2 separate regions of the Mus musculus genome follow, and region 2 is linked to region 1. Evidence: chromatin contacts called from public ChIA-PET data. All regions are on one chromosome and are shown on one strand. The core of a region is the stretch at or near the end of the contact, and the rest is flanking DNA. Distances in the headings are between cores, read along the strand shown. Region 1 overlaps 1700066B17Rik (RIKEN cDNA 1700066B17 gene). Region 2 has its middle 56 kb from the start of Il1rl2.

What was found. ChIA-PET counts read pairs in DNA pulled down with a chosen protein or histone mark.
Region 2: an RNA polymerase II ChIA-PET map of memory CD8 T cells shows a contact between it and region 1, with 18 read pairs. The contact joins two enhancer-like sites. A contact is called at or near these places in 2 of 115 datasets of contacts at active chromatin or transcription factors (memory CD8 T cells and thymic regulatory T cells).

What each region holds. Positions count from the first base shown.
Region 1 is chr1:39,840,170-39,844,621 of GRCm38.p6, forward strand. It overlaps 1700066B17Rik (RIKEN cDNA 1700066B17 gene), which reads right to left. Exons shown (of 5, transcript NR_040465.1): 4 at 3,849-3,934; 5 at 2,259-2,387. Among named protein-coding and RNA genes, the nearest start is that of 1700066B17Rik, 4.9 kb to the right of the region's middle. Within about 2 kb of position 2,637, at least 38 of the 459 cell types and tissues checked have an H3K27ac peak or open chromatin away from gene starts, as enhancers often do. A contact at or near this core is called in memory CD8 T cells, where this site is marked.
Region 2 is chr1:40,378,349-40,382,800 of GRCm38.p6, forward strand. No RefSeq gene overlaps it. Among named protein-coding and RNA genes, the nearest start is that of Il1rl2, 56 kb to the left of the region's middle. Within about 2 kb of position 1,928, at least 37 of the 459 cell types and tissues checked have an H3K27ac peak or open chromatin away from gene starts, as enhancers often do. A contact at or near this core is called in memory CD8 T cells, where this site is marked.

The DNA.
Region 1 (4,452 bases), core at 1,387-3,886:
ACATCACCTCCCAGCGCACCTCCCAGCGCACCTCCCAGCCACTATTTTGTTACACAGCCTTCAGTGGACCCACTCATTGATTAGGTCAAAGCTTCACGGTCCAATCATCTTTCAATAACTGGTTCCAACAGCTGGAGACCAAAACCTTCAACACGTGAATCTTTGGGACCACTTGATGCCTAACCTATAGCCTTCCCATTGCATTGGGAATAAAATTTGAACTCTTCACCAAAACCCCACCGAAAGCCGACTCTCAGCCCTCCTCTTTAACCTTTAGGTGTTTTGTTTTGTTTTGTTTTGTTTTGTTTTGTTTTGTTTTGTTTTGTTTTGTTTTGTTTTGTTTCAGGACATGTACACTCCAAGAAGGCCTGGATTCATCCTCCTTAAATGTTGCCTGGGCAGAGACCCTCTCAGCCAGCACCTTGGTTACTATTACAGAATACTTGGTGTATTTTGCTTTGTAGCGCTTACCTGCAACGCTGTAGCTGTCCTTAACCCCGTATTGTGTATACTGTTGGCCTAGATAAGGCTGGAGACAATATCCAGGAGAGAGAAGTACCAGAGGGCCCCTAGGAAGAAGAGAGAATAGTAAATAGGTTTGTCTGAGAGGGTCTGAATAGTTAAGCTGACAGGTTTGTGTGAAAACTGGGTAGGGTAGTGGCCAGTGGAGGCTTTCCCAGGCCCGCAAGGATGGTTGTGCTGCTCGGTGATCCTGGTTTTCCATGGGGAGGGACCAGAATAGAAGGGCTTTTCACTTCCTGGGAGCCTCTGGGGTTTGCCACAAGCCTGTCTGTCAGCATGCAGAAGCCGACTACATCAGCTCAGGGAGGGCTTGGCGGCAGGTGTCAGCTGCAGGCCCTGTGGGCACGAATGAAGTCAGAGGAGGAGAGATAGGCCTTCAGGCAGCAAGGGAGGAGCTCCCTGAGGGAAGAGCTGACCAGGTTGAGTGTGATGTGAGCTCAAAACAGATCCAGGGAAGTGGTCCAAAGGGCAAGGTTGTGATGGAAGATGTGGGAGTGGGTGCTTGGCTCCTAAGATGGACTCCTTAGAAGTTCCCACTGGAGGTGGCCAGTGTGGTAGAGGTGTAATGGAGGCAGAGGCAGGTAGGTATCTGTGAGTTAGAGGCCTGCCTGGTCTACAAAGGGTGTTCCAGGATAGCCAGGGCTACACAGAGAAACCCTGCCTTGAAAACAAGGAGGAGGAGGAAGAGAAGAAGGAAGAAGAGGAGGAGGAGGAGGAGAAGAAGAAGTTGTTCTCACAAGCTCTCTAGTACCTGATCGCAGATGGGTGTTGGGTGGATTACAGAAATTCTTGACTTTCCAAGTGACCTCTTCTATGAACTTTACAACTATGAACTCAATTGTGCCCCCAAGAAAACCCTTAATTACTAACCCCACACCTCCCCTTCCCCATTTTTCAAAGAGAGAGCCCAAAACACGGGGGTGGGATAAATAACTTTCCCACACATAAGAGCCATCAGAAGTATGGGGATTTGAACCCAGGCAGTGTGGGCCCAGAGTCCACAGCTCTTAACACCATGCTGCCTTAACATTCCAAACCTTTCTCTGGCTTTTTAAAAAAATACCTTTTAGATTTATTAATGTATTGGAGGATGGGGAATGTGTGTCATGACATGTGTGGAGGTCCGAGGACAACTGGAGGGTAAAGTCCAGGTCATCAGGGTTGGTGGCCAATGCTCAAATCCACTGAATCATCTTGTCAGCCCCTGGCTCTTCTTGGATGGCAAACCATTTGAAGCTTCCACACTTCAGGGATCAGGATGGTGGCTCTGGATGCAAACGACACGGAGTGAGTCAAACTCCTCTCCTCTCCCGTTTGGTTAAGGCAATAGTGTGGTCTTGCTTCCTTTTGGCCTCTGCCATTTTCCCTCAAGAATTGCTTTACCACAGGCCAGGGAAACTTCCAAGCTTCAGGTGTCTCCCTTTCAGTTTCTGGAGTCAGGATGCCAGCATAGACCATCCAGAGTTGCCCCTGCTCCCAGCAGGGACAGGGATTCTGATGCCAGAGGCCACTGGAGTCATTTGGGCAAAGGTGGTCCACACAGCCAGTTGCCATCCACACAGATGTGTACAGGACAATCCTCTGTGCGCGCGCTCACACACACACACACACACTCACACACACACACACACACACACACACAAGCTTCTTAACTGGAGTCTAATCAGGGCCTGACTTGTTCGGAGCCCAGCAAAGCAACACCCTTGGTGACAGACAGACCACACCCATCTCTTTATGACTGTGAGTTTCGGAAAGAACCGACTTTTACTGTTATCAAACCACGATGCTTTGCCACAGAGTCGATAATCAACACGTATGTCTCCATTGGCATTCATCTTCAAACCCAAGCGAGCTTTGTTGAAGGTCTGCAGTAAAGAAAAACAATCACGATAGGCAGCCCACTGTGTCTTTCACAAAAGCGAGCTAGATTTCTGTGGCTAATAAATTCTCAGAGTGGGCAACTATGGAGTGTACTTTAGTCACTTCACATGCAAATAACACCATTGGTCTTTGAGATAAGTCATGTTTTTACTATTTTGACCTATAAATATGTTGAAAACATCAGCTTGTCATTGGGCTGGCTTTTCTGAAAGCCTACCGGAACTTTCTCCACTTCAGAAATGATACACTTTAGGGTGGTACTTCCTATTTCAGAAACCACAAAAATCCCCCTCCCGGCCCCTCCAAACACCTTGGCAACCTGAGTGTTGCTGAGTTTTTTTTTTTTGTTTGTTTTTTTTTTTTGTTTTGTTTTTTGTTTTTTTGAGACAGGGTTTCTCTGTATAGCCCTGGCTGTCCTGGAACTCACTTTGTAGACCAGGCTGACCTCGAACTCAGAAATCTGTCTGTCTCTGCCTCCCAAGTGCTGGGATTAAAGGCGTGCACCACCACTGCCCGGCCTGAGTGTTGCTGTTAACACTCAACACCAGACTTTGGGATGCACTAAGGAAGTGCCAGGGACTCTGTGACACTGAGGGAGACAGATGCCCCAGGGCTGTTTGTCTTTACTGGAAAGTTCTGTATTCAGATCCTCCTGGTAGGGTCTGTTGCAATAAACGTCTATCTGGAAAGCATATTGTTGCCTCATGATAAGACCCGAGAGAAATCTGTCTGCTGTCTCATTAATGTAACATTAACTCAAGGCTGGAGTGATGGCCCAGCAGGTGAGGATGTGTGTGCAAATGTGAGTACTGGGCTTTGGATTCTATATAAAAAGCCTGATTGATGTGGCCACCCATGAGCCTGTACCGCAGCACTGTTGTGGGCAGAGACAGGAGGATCATGGGACTTGCCGACCTCTAGAGTAGCTCCAGGTTCAGTGAGAGTCTGCACCTCGAGGGAATAAGGTAGAGAGACAGCAAAACATCTGCCCTCCTCTGGGCTCTGTGCAGGTGCACAAGTGTGCGTGCTTGCACACCTGTGCAAACACGCATGCATGCATGCATGGATACACACATGCCCAGAGAGAGAGAGAGAGATACACAGACACAAATGAGCACACACAAGAGAGACAGACAGACAGACACATACATGAGAGACAAACAGACAGACACACACAAGAGAGAGAGACAGAGAGAGAGAGAGAGAGAGAGGCACACAGACACTACCCACTCTGGTCTTTGGCTGGTGGACTAATTTCACCAGCTAACCAATTCTTGCCTGATAATTCCACTCATTCTTAGCAACAAGTGGTAAGCCAGACCTCCTCCATGAAGAAACACTTGCTCCCTCATGAGAGCCCAGGCTTCAGGCGTTTCTTTTGTCCTGTGTCCAAGCTGATTAGTCTTAGCTGGAAGTCTGACTTAATAATGCTTTAGAAGGGATACCTAGGCAGAACCATCTGGGTGCAAATCCTCTCTTCATGGCAGTCTAAGCAGGGCCTTCGGCTTCTCTGCATCTCCTTCTTCATCCACTGCAGACAATCACCGAGTTGTGTTCACGGTATCTCCTAAATATCACTCAACACATCTGCCTCAGCCTCCACCACCCTTAGCTTCATCGCAGTCTCCTAGATGCCCCCATAATAATAGAAGTCTTTATTTAAAAAAAAAAAATCACAAATTATAGCTGGGTGTGGTAAAACAGGCCCATAGCTTCCTCACTCCAGAGGTTGAGGCAGGAAGATGGCCTCAAGTTCAAGACCAATTTAAACTCTATATCCAGATTCTCTCTCAAAAGGGAACAAACAAATGGAAATTATGTAACAGCCTTGTCTGGCTTAGACACCATCAGCTCCGTTCATCACCACCTCTTGGTTAGCCTGAAGCCCCACTCCCCTTCATGCCTGACACTCCCCACCTTTCCAGGTTTGTGTCCTGAACTCCAGCATGCATCAGCTACCTCCAAACCCTATCCCAGTGTAAAAGCAGCTCTTCCCCTCCCAGGCCTGGGTCTCTGCATTCCTTCCAAGAATTCTCTCTTCACTCTTCA
Region 2 (4,452 bases), core at 678-3,177, 540 kb after region 1:
AAAGATTTAACCCCTTCATCAGCATTATAATTAATATCATTCTGAAGAAAATAAAAATGAAGCCGCTTAGGAATTGGGGTGATTCTTCAAAAGTTGTACGGCTACTTCTGGCCATGGGCAGTACTTGCATTCTCTCTTAACTAATCCCACAAGCAAGATGGTGTGCAGAGGCTAGACTCCGAGTTTGAGCCAACACACCAGCATCAACCACCCATGAGGACCATGGAAAAGAGCAGTTTGTAAGCTGGTACAAAATGCATGGGGGAAATACACATTTTATTTTGAACTCAGTATATCCATACAAATGCAAGACCTAAAAACATAGGATCTGAGACCTCTGTTTATTTTGTTTTAGAAACTTTGCTTTAATGAACCACATCTACTTTTGTTATTTGTTAACCTTTTAGTTACCTGATAACTTCGTTTACAGTGACCATAATTTCCTGCCCCTGTAAAAGGATGACATCAAGAAGAAAAGAAAGCAGTTTGTGGGCAAAGAGCCCTGAGAAAGAAAAAGCCAGGAGACTAGGGAGAAAATCATGCCTTAATTTGCCAAAGTAGAGCAAAGACTCCATTTGGCATTTCCCCGTGGCGCTGTGGCACCCTCTAGTGGCGATATTAAGAATGACGCTTCTCCTAGGGCAACGGAGTCCTTCGCAGGGCACCACTTTTAGAAGGTTCTCGAACTTCAGGCTAAGAATGTGCTTCTTCCCCTTAGTCTGGATTGTGCAGGTGGGTCACTGCTTCTAAGATGAGCTGGATTCCTCCTCAGGCAAACCACACTGCCTATGTTAAAGCATACCACAGTCACGATTCCTTGTAAGAAAATGTGCTAGTGAGGCCTCCATGAAGTCCCGCATGTTGCTGTCACAGATGAGGTAGTCTTTGTGTAAGACACTTGGGACCATATCTATTCAAGCCTTCTGATCTTTGGGGGGTGGGCCTTGAACTACTTAAATATGCATAATGAGATACCTTGGGGCTGGGTCCCACCAAGTCTGATAACGATTTTTATTTACATTTGATATGCTTCATACACGCAACCTCCAGGTAATTTAGTGTCCGTGTTCAGTTCTTTCTGATTTCACATTGCACGAGGGCAGGCTGGCTTTTCTGTCAGAGGTAATGTTGTGTCTGTGGAAAAATGCTGTCTATTTGAGAGCACGTTGTACACTTTTTAAAAAAGACTAGTGACTCAGCCTGTAACTGTAATAATTATTAGCCCGACTACACTAATATTATTTTTACAGCAATTGGCACCAGCAATTATGGTATCTGATGTTTACTGGTAGGTACAATGGATCAGGCAGGAGCTCCAAAAACAACAGCGGTCACCGATTGGCTGATTCAAATGTGGCCTCCCTCTGTCAGGGCCAGCAGCACCTCTGTGGTTTTGGTAGAGGGGCCCAGTGGTGGTCTGACTCCCTAACCCATGAACGATGAGCATGGGAAAGATCTGCACTATGGGCCACATTGTGTTTTCCGGCGAGCTGTTGGCTTCAGCTAAAGTGTTCCTTTGCAGGGATGCTAAACCTTTTTGAGTGAGTCTCCCCCTTGGTGTTAAGAACAATGTCACCTGGTGAAATAGGGTTGAGAGGGAGCACAGGGAGTATGTTGGGGTCCCTGGACACCTGTGGCACAGGTTGTTGTTGGTTTACCCAGGGCTGGGGCTCCTGCGTTGCCAAGGATAAAAATTAGGTAGTGGAGCACAAGTGTCACGACCTCTGCCCCCGAAGTTCTTGTGGGCATCAGCCATGTTGTAAATTTGCATCTCAGTTTGGGGTTATGTACAAGTTTAATGTCAGTGCCAAATCCGACGCTTTAAAACCCCAGCAAAAGTGCAGCTGGTGGATTCCAAACACAACCTTTCCACATTGCACAGGGTTGTTTCTTCTGTCCTGCAGGGGGCACCCTCGTGCTTTTCCTTCTGAGTAGAATCTGTTTAGAACTAGAAGGTTAGCTTATATAATACTGGAAGGGGCTATGCACATTGCTGGAGGCAGTGGAAGAATCATTAGTCTTACTGAACTGTGAAAATCATGACCTACAGGATGCAGAGTGGAGCCTCACCGCACATGGTGTCAGCCCTGTCTCTCAGATACTCTTAGCTGCGGCTCTGGTTCACTGCCAAGGATATCACGTGGATTTTGGTAACACCTTCATGCCCTTTGACAAATTGGAATCTGCCCAGAGCTCTGACTGAGGTGGTCCTGTGAGAAATGTATCTATGCTTAGTTTGACATGCTGTGGGTAAGCCTCCCATGGTTACAGAGGAAACACCTCCGATCCTAACTGTGTTCTCCAGAGAGAAACATTTTTAGGGTACAGGTAGAGCGAGCCAGTAGTCAAGAGTTCTTTTGAACAGTCAAGAAAGTGGAGATTCACCTTCCAGAATGGAGAGTGCGCCAAACCGCGGTTGTGCCAAGCAGCTACCTCTAGGATCTGGACTCATAATTTTTATTCAACTGTCTCTCTTCCCTTTCCCACCTCTGAGGTGGTCTCGGGGTGGTATCCCCCTTGGAACAGAAAGAGGTTTTCTTAGGTTCAATCTTTTTTCACCATTCAGTCTGTTACAAGTAGGTTCACTGGATAAAATTCGATGCGTAAAGATGTAACAGCAAGGAGAGCTGAGATGTTTGCTAGGGCAACGGGCTTTCTAGGAGGCAGCCTGAACCAACTTTGCTGTTTTCTCAGAATCCCGTGCTTTCTCTTCACTAGTTAGCTTGGCTGGCTCATACCCAGCTGTGAGCCCTCTTATTTACCTTCCCCAGTGTCTCTGGCCTTGCTCCTTAACCCTGACGTTCTTTCTCTTTAACTGCATCAGCGCAGCATTCTGCGGTCCCCGAGGTTCTGCGTACCGGAAGTTCCTGACCCAGCTTCCTGCAGTGGTCTCAGATACACCAGTCTGCTCAAGATCCTTTTCCATCCTCTTTCAGAAACTAGAAGATTTTACGCCCAGGTATGAGCAGCAGCCTATGTGCATCTCCAGGCCTCCAGGAAGCACCCTGCCCCTCTCAGGGATGAGCAATCGCCTATGCCCGTGTCTGCCACCAGACAGCAACCCTTTTTTTTTGTAGCTCATTGTTGTCTATTTTGGAGGCACAGTGTCTGAAACTGGCCAGATGAGCTGAATCAAGGCAGGGTTACCCAGTTCCTCGTTCTTCCTGACACTCAGTTCTAGGAAAATTTCTCTTAGCATCCTTCTTCCTCATTTGCCTGGTTGGGTGAGGAAGAGATGTTCTTTCTCGAATTAAACAGCGGTGAAGGAAAACCCTCGGTCTCCTCAGATGAGTTATGATTGGCCGTTGGCCTATGAAGCTGGTGGCCATCATTGGGTGGGCTCTGTTCTTATGGAAGGCCATCGACCTACCTCAGCTAGAGCTTCCATTTCAGCCCTGTTGAAAATCTGGGACAAGAGGCAGCACAACGTTGATGTTATCTTTGGGCCCCCACCCTTCACATGGGAATGGTCAGAAGATTTGAGGTAGCCATGGTATAGGAGTTAGGTGCCTGTGTCCACTGCCCCTCCCAGCTCGGTCTCCGGAGATAGGGCTGGGAGGCTCCCCCGACCCCCACCCCGTAGTTAATTTCATTCTGACTTAATACACGCAGGAATAGATTTTGGTACAATATTCATCTTTCTATGTAGCCATTGTATATGGTTTTCCACTCGAACAAGATATTTGTAAAAAAAAAAAAAGTCGCATTAAGTTAGGTTGCTATAAGTGCAGTTGATTTAAGATATGAAATAACACAGAAGCGACTTTTTAAAATATTTATTTATGGGTCTGTAAGTGTGTCTGCTTGTCTCTAGATACACCACCCATGTGCAAGTGCCTGCAGAGGCCAGGGAGAGAGAGCCAGATACTCTGAAAGGGTTGTCGATGGCCATGAGCCATCCAGTGTGAACGGAGGCACAGGAGGTATGATGCAGATGCTTCATGTAGCACAGAACATCTGCAGCCTCACTAGGAAATGCAGCCTAGACTCAGACTCTTCATGGTTCTACACCAGAGGCACAGATCACTGGGTTTGGGATTACAGGAGACAAGGAAATGACAGAGGACAACAGTCCAGAGGTTTGCATATGTGGGGTACATCCCTGGGAGAGTGGCTACCTCTAGTATACCTGGGTTTCGTTCAATCAAGGGGCCATAATCAGAAAGCCCCCATTATATAAGCCCAGTGAAGGCAGGTCCTATGCTAGTGACCATAAAAGGTCGCAGTGGACCTCCTTGACTTTTTGCCACCTTGGAGTCAGGACATGCTGAGATATGTCACACCTCTCTTTTCCTCTGTATCATTTCCTTAGTGACCTATCTGTCTCCTGTCCCATTTCTTTCTATGTGTCTCTCCACAATCCATCATAAAGAGGTGTCAGAACCTGGGAACTCGGGGCCACCCCTCCCGACTCAGACCTGAGTCTATTACAGTATTCGCTGTCAGGCCTGA